Linked DNA regions of Anas platyrhynchos: region 1 is linked to region 2. A link is a contact called in public Hi-C data. All regions are on one chromosome and are shown on one strand. Each heading gives the region's core, a stretch centred on a gene start, on an enhancer-like site or on the middle of the called end of the contact. The rest is flanking DNA. Distances are from core to core; before and after follow the strand shown.

Region 1 (7,519 bases), core at 2,280-4,779, 52 kb before region 2:
GGGCAATAATGGAGTTGACAGCTCTTCTGTGAAAAAAAATCTAATTCTAGAATTCAGAATTGTCATTTTCCAGTTACTAGCACGTCAAAACAGCTGCAGATGCTATATCTGCATCTTATTTTGGAAAATAATGACCTGTCTTGAGTTTCAGTTTTCTGACAGTAAAAATAAGAAAAGTGACTTAGCACGTGGGAACTGTAAATTCACCAGCTAAGCAAGACCTCAGAAAACATCGTGCTTTGAATACACAACGGTGTAAAGTAAACAGGATCTCAGAAAGGGAAAAGCACACACGAGTTGGTAAACTGACACATTACAATCAGCCCTCCGCATACTTCCCTTCTCTCTTGTGCTTGGCTGGCAAAGCAAATTTCTCAGAAACCCTCACGCCTAACCCAGTGATTACTGCAGATGCCCAAGGAATATTTTTCTCCCCCTCCCTTCTGGGATTTGTATTTCTACCTCCTTGTATCAGCACTGAGAGCTGAATGCCATCACTTTCACCAGAGGCAGAACAGAAAGGAAATAAAGGTCTTTTTGGCAACCTGCCCTAAAAAGGCTTTAGAAGCCCAGGTAACCATAATATGGTCTAAGTAACTGAAAAAAAAAACCTCTCCACTGAGTGTGCAAATGAGTGGGAGGAAAAAAATAAATCAAATTTGAGGAGTACTTTTAAAGGATTTCATGTCAAAAAAATGGGGGAGAAGGGAGGACTGATCTGGCATCCTTTGTGGGACTTCTCCAACAGTATTCAAATTTTTATTAATGAGGTGAATAGCAAAAGAGTGCATCATTAAAAAAGCTTTGATGTGAAGAACTTTGCTTGATGTAGTGTATCAGCTGCACATCTATAAGCTGCAGAGTTCTGCTTGGGTTTGTTAATTTGCTTCTTGACATCTCTATAAATAAACATGAGAGGGCTCTGTTGTTACATTTTCTTCGGTTTCCCAGTTCTGCAAGCACAGCCACATGCGTAGGTCAGCGCAGACCAGTACAGGCTTACATGAAGCAGCTGAAGCTTGCTCTGTTGTATTTTTATGTTTGCTGTCTCCACACTGAGCCTGTGGAAACTTCCCAGTGGCAAGCACCCAGAATCTCACTATGGGTTTATTTGAGCAATGAGCAGAGAGGGACAGCTCAGGAGCTCCTCATTTTCTTCAGAGCTAAACCTTCAGGGCAGAGCCTCTTTCACACCAAAGACCGAGGAAATACCTGAGGACACAAACAGGCAGCTGCCACCTTCCTTGCCTCTCATGCAGAGCCCCGCATTGCTGTGGATGCAGATGAGTCCCAAGTGCCCTAACACACACAAGCCATTAAATAACTTCCTTGGTCCTCTGCCAGCAGGAACTTTGCATCGACACTGATGCTACTGCGAGTTTCTGCACAAATGTCACGTTTCTCAAGTAAATTTAAGAAGTGAAAGGCTACAAAAATAAAGCAAATCAATGAATTTTCCAACAGGCCTGTTAAAACAGAGCAGTGGTGTTCCCAGCACGAAACCTTCCCATTTAGCAGCTCACCCGTCTGATTATCAGTGTGCAATCCCCACAATAACGAACCATCACTGTTCTAACACAAGGCTAATAGATGTTAATGACCACCACCATCACCGGGGCTGCCAATAAAAAGAAACCAATGCTTTCCTAAAACGGGAACCTTTCTCCTACTGGAAATATTGAGGCTTCCACCTTCAGTAATTTCTGGAGCTTGCTGTAAGTGCTTTGGCCAAGAGCTGAAGATCCGTGCATTTTGGTAAAGTGAAACAAAAGGATGGAGGAACTGTTGGAAGTGAGGAAGGTGAATGATTGTAATTCAATTTTATTTTTCCTCTTATTGAAAGACTGTTATAGGCCATAAGCTGCTACTTCTTTAGGAGCCTGTCAAGCAGCTACCCATCCTTGTCAGGACAGGCCTTAATAACTTACCTTTTTCCTTCCTAGAAAGCTTTTTAAACAATGCCTCTGCTCAGGTAAGCAGTTGAAGACATTGCTACACCAGTAGAGTTGCATATGCAATAGTTTGTTTTATTTCATTAAACTACTGATCTGTAACGATCTGTTTGTTTGGGAGCAACATCCAGCAGATCTTTGTTAATCTCCAGAAGATGAAGTAACATTTTGCATCCTGTTATATTTAATATAGGATTCTTGGGTGTGATTTTTTTTTAAACAGTCTTAGAAAGCATTGCTTCGGGCAGCATTAGCATTACCAGCACTGCTTTCTTCAGCTTTCAGGCTTTTGACTCTGTGTGAGCCAAAGTTTAAAAACCGAACGTCCTCTTTTCTGCACAGCGAATTAACAAGAAAAGGCTGGAAATCACCTATGATTCCTCTCAGCATGAGACATCTGACTGAGAAGCCACTGCGATGGAAAATGTTTGCTGACACATTTACAGTCAGCTGCCCTTTGCCGCTGTGGTTTCACTGCTCGCTGCTGGTACGTGCACCCAGTGCTCCTCACATCGCTACCAGCAAGCTTGGGAAGATCCATCACTGAGGCTGGGAACACACAGGAGCATGATCCGGTGTCCCGGTGCTGAGCAAATCCAGGAATAATGTTACGTGTGGCAAAAAGCAAGCAGAATATGAGCCCCCGATTCCAGGAGAGCGTGGGGCTGCCCGGTACGAAGTGAGGCACTGCGGTGTCACACACATCCAGACCGGCCACCACCCAGCTCACATGTTTTGGTGTGCTTTCTGCCAGGAGGTTTGCTGGGGGAGATGTGCTCCCCGAGGCAGTGGAGCACGGCACAGCTTGGTGCACTCATGGTCAGGCTGTGGGGGTGACATGAGGGGAACCCAGCAATCCCACAACCTTACAAAGGTTTCTACTGCCTGTTTACATCCAGCGAGGCCCTCAGAAGAGAGTACGCTATGTTTTCTGTGAGGATGGCCTCTGATTTTAAACCCTGAGGATGCCGAGCAGTGGACCCATGGTGGCCACAGCGCTTAACCTCAGCCATGCGAGGCACACAACCAGCAGGTCGGTGCTAGCACGTGCCCCTGCAGCCGGACACGAAGAAGGAGCAAGCCCATTAGTTCCTCACCACAAAACAACCTCAAGCTGCCCAAAAGGCAGTGGCACCGCGGCCACCTCAGCCTTCAGTTACCGATTTGTGCAGCTTAGCAAACAACAAGGCAGGCTTTGCCTCTGCTGGGTGGGAAGGGAAGGGAAGGGAAGGGAAGGGAAGGGAAGGGAAGGGAAGGGAAGGGAAGGGAAGGGAAGGGAAGGGAAGGGAAGGGAAGGGAAGGGAAGGGAAGGGAAGGGAAGGGAAGGGAAGGGAAGGGAAGGGAAGGGAAGGGAAGGGAAGGGAAGGGAAGGGAAGGGCAGGGCCTCACCGGTTGCAGCACTTTGGCCGGCAGCCTCCAGCCCTTCAGGCGGTGCCGGGTGCAGCCGCAGGGCCGGCGGGGCTCCTTGCAGCGGGGCTCGGTGGTCGGGCGGTACACGGCCCCGTTCTCCATGGCCGCCGCCAAGCTGAAGGGAAGAAGCGAAAGCAAAAGGGCGAGGCAGGAGGGCGGGGAGGGAAGGGAAAGGGAAGGAAGGGGAAGGGGAAGGGGAAGGTGGAGGCGGTCCCAGTCCCTCCCGGCTGCAGGCTGGTTGCCAGCCTGGCCCTGTCCCCGGCCTTGCTTGAGGAGGAACCGGGCTGGTGCTGGGCGCTGGAGGCGGCTTGGGGCTGAGCAGAGCCTTGGGCTGCTACACTATTCACCTCTCAGCCACAGAACTGCTACCACCCGTCACAGCCAAATTCGGCTACACTTCACTTATTTAAGTTTCTGTCAAACGTAATATAAATGGCAATTTTCTTAACCTCAGCTTTGTATGCACGCTGGTTAAGTGAAGCCCATACTCAGGATCAGGTTGCTCAGCCCCCATCTCTCTTCCAGAGCCAGCACAAGGAGCAGGGAGGATGCATGCGGCCACCCAGGAGCCCCAGTGCCTTTTGTAAGCCTGCCAAGAGCCACCAGGATGGCCAGGTAAAGTGGGGTGGCCCTGCTAAAAGCAGTCAGTTCGTGCTCTGTGTTGAACATTCACCAGCAGGCCATAAGCACGAGCCCTCCCAGTAAGAAAACACAAGCGAGAGGAACGCTGCAGGGCCCCTGGGCAGGGCAGCACAGGCTTGTTTGTGCCACAAACAGTGCCTGCTGCAGCAATCGGCTTCAGAGGCAAATGAGGAAGGCAAGTCCCACCATTCCCATGGCATGGGAGTTTCCAGTAAAATAAGCAAGGTATTGCCACGAGGGCAGCGTAGCTTCTGCCTGGGGTTGGGATGAGTCTAATGCAGTTCTGCTGGCAGCATCCCCAGAACACAGGGCTGGGCACATAACATTTACTGTTACCACTCAGGAGTCTGCCTTGCCTTTATTGCTGTTTTTCACATTAGTACACCATAAATAAGATTATATTACAGAGGCTGGCATCTCTTTTCTGAAGGAATTTCCCTTGTTTTGTTTTCTTCCTTGCTAGTATTTTGTGTGTGACTAGACTGTACTTTGGTCTGAGGGAGACAGGGCTTAGGGAGATAGAAGAAATTGTGAGTTTTCCTTTTCAGGTGTTCACTAGCATTTAGGGATATTCGCAGTTGTTCCCATCTGAATCTTTACCAGTGTCTTAATGCAGCGTTACTAGATTATGAACAGAGATGTAACTATTGAGTTTGCTTTTCAAGGAGTCATATAAACACTATCCAAGTCAAGAAAAGATAAAATAGATTGCAACCTTTTTCTACTTACTGTTGTCTTTGAGTTGGTTTTTCGGTTCAGGCTTTTTCCAGAAAGTACATGTCAATGATGCATGAATTATAAAGGTTAGCTTGCCACTTAAATCCTAGCTTATTTAGCCCGCTTTATTTATTTATAAGGGAATTCATGAAAAGCAAAACAGTAACAAAGTTCCAGTAACTGTAACAAAGAAGGAATGAAAAGGAGACCAGGTAGGGCCTGGTAGCTTAAAAATACTTCAGGCATTGTGTTAAAACATACAAATGCTGCTGTGCACACAAACTAAAGGTGTTCTTTACCCTTTTCATTAGAATTGTCTTTCAAGTACCTCACTCTCCTTTAGAGGGAAGGCAGATCAAAACAATAATTGCGATACATAACATGCCTGCTTAATGCAAATAACTGTAATTACCTGCCTGTGATGCAATGGAAATCCCGTTCCAGGTGTGCATCTACTTCCTTCTGTTTACCTGCTGATGGAGCTTTCCAAAAACAAAGCCTTTCTTACCCACACAACCTCTGCCAGAATGGCAGAACCAGAGCTAAAAGCAGGAGCTTGCAGCAGAGAGGCAACCCTGGAGTTAGATCTTAAACTACCACAACATCTCCATTCAACCAAAGAGCTCGTGGTTGGTGGAAGCAGATTAGTGATGAGTGACCTAGTTTTCTCCCTCATTGCATCTTCTCCACCATAGTGGCCAAAAAGCAATACTTATTAAGTTGAGAAAGCTACCTCATTAGGGGAGATTACATTATAGTTTTATGACATGGCTATCACCCCTTGCTGCACTGAAAAAAAACTTACAAAGAAGTGTGACTTCAGCTCCTTGAAGCAGTTGAGTAAATGCCAGCCACTGGAATATAGTGGCCACAGACCAGGGCTGCATCCCTGTTTTCATAGTGAAGCCCCAGTGACCCTTTGGAACTAGCTTCGTAGTGTATTACAGATTTACACAGATTAAGCTAAAACCAAAATCCCTCACAATCAAAATTAGCAGCAGGGCTCCATTGACCTGACTTGTCACACTGATATTCCAATTTTCCCATGTTCATAAATACAATTGTGCCCTTTTGTTTTCCTTCAAGGAGGGCGAGAGAGAAGGAACTATAGGAATGGGAGGGTAGTTTAAAAGTCCAAACAGCTGAAGGAGACAGGCTTCATTTCATTTGAAGGGTGATGAGGTTCATCACCATGGAACAATTAAGTCAGCCATTTGGAGACACAGCTCTCCTCCTGGTCTCATTTCTGGTATTCCCACACAGGTATCTAACAGTTTTCTTTCGTCACTCTGGCCCTGTGTATTGCAAGCATTAAGTACGGTACAACTAGCTAGCAAGGGGAATAACGTAAGTACTGTGACAAAGAACTCAGAAAAGCCTTGCACATGTTGCATCTGCTGAAGATTCCTCTGCTCTCAAGGCTGTATTTTTAGACTCAGTATTGCAATTGAATTCACAAACTCCTATCTTCATACTGACCAGCTAGAATGTGTGATTTTTACACAGCTGAAGATTAAGGATTAGTGTTTTTAATAACTATGTCTAAGCATCCCTTATGACACAAGAAAACAAACCCTCAGTATTCCACATTTACCTAAGCTAACTCTTGTCACTGTTTTTCAGCATTTATCTGCATAAAGAGAATCACAAAGCCATAAGGTATTTGACAAGTAATGGTTCTACAGCTGCAGGTGTCCCACTGCAAATTAAGTTTGCTCCCCATAAAAGGACTGCAACCCAACAGGTTAGTACTTAAGTTCCAGATGTATCACTAGAAACTTAAAAGTTAGTGTATGTAGTATGGTAGCTAGTCCATATAGCTCAGATATCACACACACATTTCAGAGACTGACATATTTTCAGCTGAAAAGTAAGAATAGTCTGGAAGGAAAGTGGTCTTTTACCCCAAATTTTTCAAGCTTAAAACTGATAGAGTAAGCTTATTACAACCAGTATACTCAAAGAACTGATGTAGGAACATGAAGGAGAGAAGGAGGAAGATTTGTAAAAATCCCCCTCAAACATTCATTTTGGGGCTAATAGTTCCTTATCTACACAGAACTAGCTCTGAAAATACAAAGCAATTTACTTGGTTTATTTACTTTATAGCATTTTTTGTAGTATTCCACAAAACATTGTTGTTGTGGTTTTTTTTTGTTGTTTTTTTTTTTTTTTTTTTTTTTTCCAATGAAAAATCATCTGTTCTTCCAATACTATCTCTAATTTTCTGTGTACTAGACTAAAACCTTGGACCCAATTACACTAAACGCATTAAAGGCACACAAAAGTGATTAGAAGTTACTCACGCTGTTATTCCTTTTAGAATCCAGGTCATAACAAACCTAACACATCTACAGGTAGGGCACCGAAGCACAATAAAGGATAACAAAGTAGTATCCTTTCCAAGCATCCTTCCATTGTTTTACCCAACTGGTTACTTTGGTGCCTAAAAGAACAAGGACTAACTGGCTCTACATTTTGTGAAAATAACCTTCTATTACATAGGTTTGTTTTGCATGATAGTTCTAGTGACACCTTCATCTTGTCTTCATCTTGACACTGCTGTCAAAGCAGTAGTCAGGGAAATTTCAACTCAAAGCCAAAGCCAGAAGCCAACTAGTCTTGGTCTCACTGAATGGAAACAAGAAGCCAAAGCCACCAGGCTAAATGGAAACAAGTTCTCATTTTCTTTTTGCCATAAAAATACCTTAAAGTCTTTATTCCAAAAAGCATAAAGCTGGGGATAGTGACAGCAGCTTTAAGGGAATTTTAACTTTAAGGGGGGAGGTAGGCTACTT
Region 2 (7,503 bases), core at 2,882-5,381:
TGATATGCCTACAGTTTTCCTTCCATGACCATGTTGATTTTCAGAGAATTGTATTTAGATGCACAATTGTTTTCTGGATGACAGTATGAGTAGGGAAGTGACAAAGATGCTGTAAAAAACGTTTCATTTCTTACCTTAGAAAAGAAACTCTGACAAAATAACGCAATTTGGGTGATCCCAAAACTTAAAGCTATTAATAAAAAAAGATAATGAAGCTATCACAAAAGCCAGATGGAGAGAATATACGTAAGAATTGCCTGTACAGGCAAAATCAGAGCAGAATGAGGGAAGGGGGCGTTGAGAGATGCCATGAAGGAGCTATTTATCAGGTACTACAACGTGAGGGAAAAAAAAGAATATCTTTTCAAGAGGAGAATCATAGAGATTTATTGGGGAGATTGTAGCACTGTTCCTCTAACTGCCTTAAGCTCTGCTGTTCTGTTTCCCAGTTGTACCTCCTGCACCCAGAAGCTCTGCACCCACTGCTTCTCTTTCCACACCCCAGGGATGCTGAGGTCCTTTCAGCCTTGGCTTGTCTCCCAGTATCATCACCTACATTTGACTGCGAGCAAAGCTGTCATAGTGGTAAACATTGCCTTCAGGGTATTCTGCCTCTCCTTTTTGTCTGTGGAAACAAGGTGCAAGAAGGGTTTATTCACGGTATTTTTGGGGTACTGCTGCTGTGGCTGCAGGATGAAGTCTAGCATTCTTCCCCTGCACCACCAAGCAATGCAAATTCCAGCATCAATGTGAAAAGCAGGATCAGGAAGGACTAAACCAGTGTCTTCCAGAACCTGCAGGAGTGAGAAAAGTTAGAGGGCTCCCACCTGTGAAGCTTTTACGTGGGGAGTGGGGGCTGGTGTGAAACTTACCTATGTGAGGCAGATGGAAGGGGAGCATGCTGCACTCTGCAAGTCCCGTGGTTGAGGATGTAAAGTTTTGTGAGATGGCTGTACCTCAGGGAGTTTGAAAATGTGCACAGGAGATGTGTGGTGCTGGGCCAGCCTCCACCTGATCCAAAATAATGTTTGAGATTATACAAGAGATGTGGGGAAGCTCTGCACCAGCTGTTTACAGCTATCACTCTACTGTTGCTCCAAGCGGATTGCTAAACACAGCCTACGCTGTTTTATTCACTGCTCACGGAAAGAACAAAAACTATAATAGTTTGCAATGCTCCATAATTTTCCAGGAAATATATTCCATAGCGCTCTGAAGGCACAAATACTGTATTTAAATGAGATTCACAGCAGTGTATTTTATTGGCTTTGAGAGATAGATTCAGAAAAAGAGGATTACCAAACTGAGACTAATAGCTGCATTCAACATACTTGCATTTACACTAGTTTACATTTTAAATAAGAACTCCATCTGTAGGGGGAAAATACAGTGCCTAAACAGGCCTTGTTTTATTAAATAGTGCCACCTAGGGGTTAAGCGCTTTTTAATGTTAGAGGGGCAAGGGATGGGAAGCCCTATTAATAGAAGATGTATTATATAAAACGATCTGTATTTTGGAATTTACTAGGAAAACAAAATGCTGCCCAGATTTCTATATGTTTTTTTTTTCTGGGCAAAGAACTGTACCTTTTACAGTTCCCTTTGGAGCTGGCTATGCTCTTCCTTTTCTTCCTAGGTGGTGGGGCATGTTGTAAATCCTGATTTTCTCCTCTATGAGACAGGTCTTGCTTGTACATGAGCAGCAGAGAGGTTATCTGCTGCTGCAAGGCTGGGTAGGAGATGGCTGTCTTGCTGGTTTTGAGTGTGCAAGAACTTTGAGTATGCAAGTCTTGAAAAATTGCTTGCTTAGTGAGGCCAAAATCAGAGAGGAAACCCTGGCCTAATTAGTCTTGTGTACTAAAGGAGGGTACTGCATGGGAGAGGAGTGAGATGTTGGCACTACACTCTGGCCCTAAGCAGACACGATTTATTCCTCTGAAACTGCCTTTCCACTTAGACAATACAAATTACAGCTGGGTCCTTTTTGCTTGTTTTGGCATAACCTAGAAATAAGCAGAAGAAACCTAGAAGAATCTGCCCATCTCTGTTCCATGCTTGTTTTGTTGTTTTTTTTTTTTTTCAAACTGAGCTTTCAGCTAAAAGCCTGAATTGGGACTATTTCTTTCCTGCAGAAGTAAATGTATATATATATATAAAGAGTTGTTATTATTATTATAATTATTAATTCTCTCAAAGGATATTTAAGTTTATTCAGTATCTTCCACAGCAGATGGCGTACCTGCCTTACTGAGCCCAGTCACAGGTTCTATTATCTGCTCACTTGACAAGATCTACTACACCTCAGGCAGAATGCAAATTGGATGTACATGCATTCAAGAAATTCTTTCCCCTACCCTTACAGTAATATAGTGATGTTATCACAGTATTCATTTTTGAAGGAAAAATGTCAATAACAATTTTGATTGCGTGACTGTATGCTTGAACTGCAATGTTAACAAAGGGCATGTGTCTCTTCCCTTCCTTCAGTACCTTTCACTCCCACATAAGCAAATAAGATATGATTATTAATAAGAAGGGGGAAAATTATTTTACTTGTGACACGTTCCTTAAAAAAAAATCATCCATATTGATAAAAGGTAAAAAAATAAAAAAAATAAAAACTAGCCAGCAAAAATATCTGTGCCTTACAAATTGAATAAATATTTTGATTTTGGAAATAGAAGCCACAGACATGGGAAAACAATGGAGGAAGTATATCAAGAATTGCTGCAAGTACCCCTCAGGTACAGAAGCCCTGCAGTAAATTCATAGCATGATGGATAAAGCAAATTACTGTGAATGTCCTCTAGATGTCACGTTGTAGAAGAGATGAGAAGCTGGATACCAGTGCTGCCATGCTTCAAGCTGAATGAGCTTTGACAGGACTGTCAAAGAAGAGGTATAGTAGGGAACAGTGAATTCATCGTGGTGCCCATCTATCTCGGAGCAGCATGCCCTGGAACTAGCAGGCTGCCGTTTTGGCACTGGTGACAAACCCAGTAGCAAACCTGAGAGAGGAAGATGTATGTTCACATTGGGTCCACATTAGGCGTTCTTACTGTGTCACGGTGGCTTTTTGGCAACTTTCTTGTTTTGATAATAGTCAGAGAGAACGCACGGTTATACTAGGAGTAAAATGCTTTTGCTTTTGTAGTTTCTACTGATTACCAAACCAGAATATACCAGCATAAATAATTAATAAGACTAGTAAATATATACACACATCAGGAGGGCTTGCTATTACTTTATTGGCGGTTATTGTCTAATACAGGTCTGGCTAACAGCATGGGCCAGCTGCTATTTCTCACAAAAGAAATGTAACAAATTCAGAGGCTTGGAATAAAATGCTTACATATATGGACTGCAGGATTTTCTCCTATATGTGTACACATGTCCATAAGAAAGTCTGAAGATCAGGGTAAATTGAAGAGGATTTGCAGGAGCCGTGAATAACAGAAATCACTAAACAGAAGTTGGAATATTCTGAATTTTAACTACAAAATAAAAAAAAAATCACCCTGATCTTGAAATTCCCAAACTAGTGTTTTCAAAAATTTGTCAGTTCATACAGATTTGCTCTTTAAAAGCTGTGATAGTTTAAAGGTGTTCAGAGCTGGTGTGTCTATTTCTTATAGTGTCTTTCTGGCATGTCTTATTTCTTATGTGTGCTTATTTCTTTCCAACCGTATTCCCTTGTTAAATAAAGTATCACCACTCCTTACAAACCGTGCCTCTCCCATGTGTCAAACAGGAGTTAAGAAAAATAAAGTAACTGGATACTTATGACAAGATGACCAGTAAGAAATCCTGCTTCCAGCAAACCAGTTTTGTGTTCAGTTTCCCTAGAGACAGATTTCATCCTTTAAACTTTATATAATGTGTAACAGGCATGCAACAGGTGTGGTATGCTTTAGATAGCCTGGTCTTTCTTGACAAATGCTGTCAGCTGGCAACGAGGTTGAAATCATATAATGCAGAATCTACTAAGATCCACGGTTCCTGTTGCAAGAAGAAAACAAGCTGATGTTCAGCAGGAATAGATGTGGATGGAGGGAAGTCTCGGAGAAACAGATCTGGAAAGATAATGCAATAAACTGTTCCCATATTAACAGATGACAAAATTATAGCAGAGTCTTAGAGTAACCGCCCTGACACAGAGGAAGGAGAGGGGGAGCTCAGTGATGGAAAGTCATGTACACAGAGTGGCAGCTAATGTGGACTGTCCGTGTGTCCCCAGGGACAGCAAGACAGGGTCCCCAGGCCCCTGCTCACAGCCTCGCTTCACATCCCACAGTTACCTGTGGGTGGAGGTGGCTCCTCCAGGCCTGTCCGCTGTCCCTATGACAGGCCAGAGCTGTGCATAGCTGCTGGGCATGCAAAGAGCTCTCTTGGGGGGTCTTGAAATGCTTCAAGGTTTACAGTATGTCCAAGTCATTACAGACACTTAAGAGTCGTTAATATTTATGACTACTCCAGACACTGCAAATGCCATTTACCCCATGTCTTTCACCTCTTGTTGTCTTGTACACCTTGTACTTTAACTACAAGGATAATGGCAATGATAGAAAATGTTAATCAGAGTCCTTCCCACCAGAGGACAGTGGCCTTGCAGCATGAGGGGCTCCCAGCAGGGTTAAGCTGCTGCCCAAGCAGCCATCCAACAAGGAATGCAGGCCGCAGGCGCAATGCTGCCTCATCCACCCTAATGGCTATGGCAATAAGCACCCCAACAGCACTCCAGGTAGCCAGGCAGATAATCCACACAAACTAATAAATATTTTGAAAAGATTAATGCAAAACCAAACTGAAACTCCAGATGGGTTCTTTCAGGAAAGCCAGGCAAAAAATGAAACTGCAGCATGAGCAGTAGGTAAATAATCAAATTTTGTGCCGGAGTGCTGAGGGGAAAGCCCTTCTGATGTGTGATGTGGGAACAAAAATTTTTTCTTTTTTTTTTTTTTTTTTTCATCGGAATTGGTAACATAAGCATAGGAAATGCAAGGCATGTTGCTTCCTGGGATTGCACAATGTATGGGGGGAAACAAGCACTAGATTGATATTCAGCGGAAAAGCACTGGCTGGGTGTACGTGACCAAAAGGCTGAAAAGCTGTTGAAAACAGCATAGAGGGTTGCAAAAGATAAGGAAAACAAAGGGAAGAATTAAAGGTTGATAAGGTTTGTATGACACTAGTAACAAGCATCGGATAGGTTGTGAACCTGTAGTACTTGGCCAATAAGTAACCAGGGGAGTTGGGAACCTGGGCATAAAAGGTGTGAAAATTGAGTCCACAAGTGCTCTCCTGCTTGTGAGATGCTCACCACTGCAATCGCGAATAAAAGGTTACTTCACTGAGATCCTTGCTTAAGCCTGTGTTATTGGCCAGCAAGTGTTTCTCACAATCTGGGAGCTCGTCTGGGATCCAGTGGTCTACCAAGGACCCTGTCACTGCAGCAGCAGGAAGGGGGACCCCACTGATCTCAGTGATCCTGTGCACTGACAGCAGTGGTTCTAGGGAGAGCTGACAGAGGGCCAGAGACTGGTTAAAGAAGCAAGATCCATGAAGTACTGTGAGAAGGGAGGCACTCTGGGTTGGAGAATTGACCCGGTAACTTTGTGCACAGACCAAGGTAAGAAATATTAAGTATTGCTTTGGGAATTGGGTGAGGCTCTCGTGTGACGTGTGATTGAGACATACTTTTGTACGAAGTGAGTGTGGAGTCCTGATCCGCGGTTCTGTAGCTTCATGAGGGGCATGGCCAGAGACAGACAAAGTGTGAGATAAGAGAGAGAAGGGAAGAGTCTTGGGAAATGTGGTGTACAGTACCCCTTGCACAGTAAAGTGCTTGGCAGTACACCAGGGAATCTGGTAAACCCATAGGTGTACAGTACCCCTTGCATGGTAAAGTGCTCGTCAGTACACCCCCATTTTCTAGAACCAGAGAGTTAGTGTGTGGTACCCTACAGGGAACAGGGAGATACCCCAAAGGTAGTGCCTACTGACAGTCCTGTAGGAAGAATGCTAAGAAATTGGAAGAATAACCCCAAAACTAAGGGAAAAGATAGAAAGAAAATGGCTAAATATTGTGTTTTAGTCTGGACAAAGGAACCAAACAAAGGAACTGCAGCATTTTGGCCAAAATATGAGCCTGATGAGGACTAGGTATGTTTGGCCAAAATATGGGTCTGATGAAGACTAGGTATGTCAGGCCTTAAATTCATATGTCAATAGCAATTCTCCAATTTCAGAAGAAGAATCAGATTATGCTGCTTGTTGGATATAAGAAACACATTTGCTTTTGAGCAAAGTTCAGAATAAAGAGGAAGAGAAAGAGGAGAGAAGAAATAATGAATGGGACCCCTTAGAGAATTTATCTTCCTTGTAACCCCCAAGCTGCTCCAGAAGAAGAGAGAGGAACTGTGAACAAAGTTAGAGGCAGAAGGTACCCCAGGCTTGTAAAAGAATTAGAATAATATTGAAAAGATCTTGAGAATTTTCCATTCCCTAATACTAACATTATTGATGCTACCAAAGCTGCTCTGTATCCTCTCTGGGAAGTTCCGCTAGGACCTCGACAAATAGGGTATGTAAATGCTCCCCTTACTAGTGGAGAAGTGCAAAATTTTACGAAGGAAATGAAGTCTCTCATTGAGTACCCCGTTGGATTTGCAGAGCCATTACATCAATTTCTGAGACACAATTTATATTCCCAGGGAGAAGTGATGGCAATTCTGAATATGATATTCTCAGGGGAAGAATGAGGAATGATTAGAAGAGCAGCAATGCAGGAATGGGAAAGGGATCATCCTCCAGGAGATGGGGTAATTCCAGCAGAGCAAAAATTTCCAAATGTGGACCCTAACTGGGACAACAATAAGGCTCAGCATAGGGTTAATATGACAGACTTGTTAGAAATTGTATTTAGAGGAATTAGAGAATCAGTACTTAAGTCTCAGAATTTTATTAAAGCCTTTGAGGTTCAGCAGAGTAAAGATGAAACTGAGTGATTTCTTGGAAAGGCTTAGAGACAGGATGAGAAGGTATTCAGGAATGAATCCTGATGACCCTGTAGCACAGGGGCTTTTAATGGTTAATTTCATGATGAAAGCATGGCCAAATACACAAATAGATATACAATACAACAGAAAACAGAAGGGTGGAATCAACAACTATTAGAAAACCTTTTGAATGGGAAGACCTAGAAATGGTCCATAAACGACAATATAGATGGATTGTTTTGCCTCAGGGATTCACTGAATCCCATCAATTTGTTCTGGCAAGTATTGGAGAAGATTTTAGGAACATTTCAGATTCCAGAAGGGGTGGATGTTGTTACAAATGTAGGTGATTTGTTGATATTTGTGGTAGAAAAAATCAAAGGTAAAAGAAGCCACAAATGAACTCCTGATTTTTTTATTTATTTATTTTTTTTTTTTAGGAGAACACAGGCTAAGGGTATCTAAGAATAAATTACAATATGTGGAAAAAGAAGTCAGATATCTA

Evidence for each region. A called contact is a pair of places that touch in the nucleus more often than the background predicts.
Region 1: a contact with region 2 is called in a Hi-C map of liver, with 1.7 times the contacts expected there. The contact joins the promoter of CMTM6 here to the enhancer-like site in region 2. A contact is called at or near these places in 2 of 8 Hi-C or Micro-C datasets (liver and subcutaneous adipose tissue).

What each region holds. Positions count from the first base shown.
Region 1 is chr2:116,473,227-116,480,745 of IASCAAS_PekinDuck_T2T, reverse strand. It overlaps CMTM6 (CKLF like MARVEL transmembrane domain containing 6), which reads right to left and starts at 3,529. Exons shown (of 4, transcript XM_027451104.3): 1 at 3,342-3,529. The coding sequence starts at 3,464.
Region 2 is chr2:116,422,244-116,429,746 of IASCAAS_PekinDuck_T2T, reverse strand. No RefSeq gene overlaps it. Among named protein-coding and RNA genes, the nearest start is that of CNOT10, 6.7 kb to the right of the region's middle. Within about 2 kb of position 4,131, at least 1 of the 8 cell types and tissues checked has an H3K27ac peak or open chromatin away from gene starts, as enhancers often do.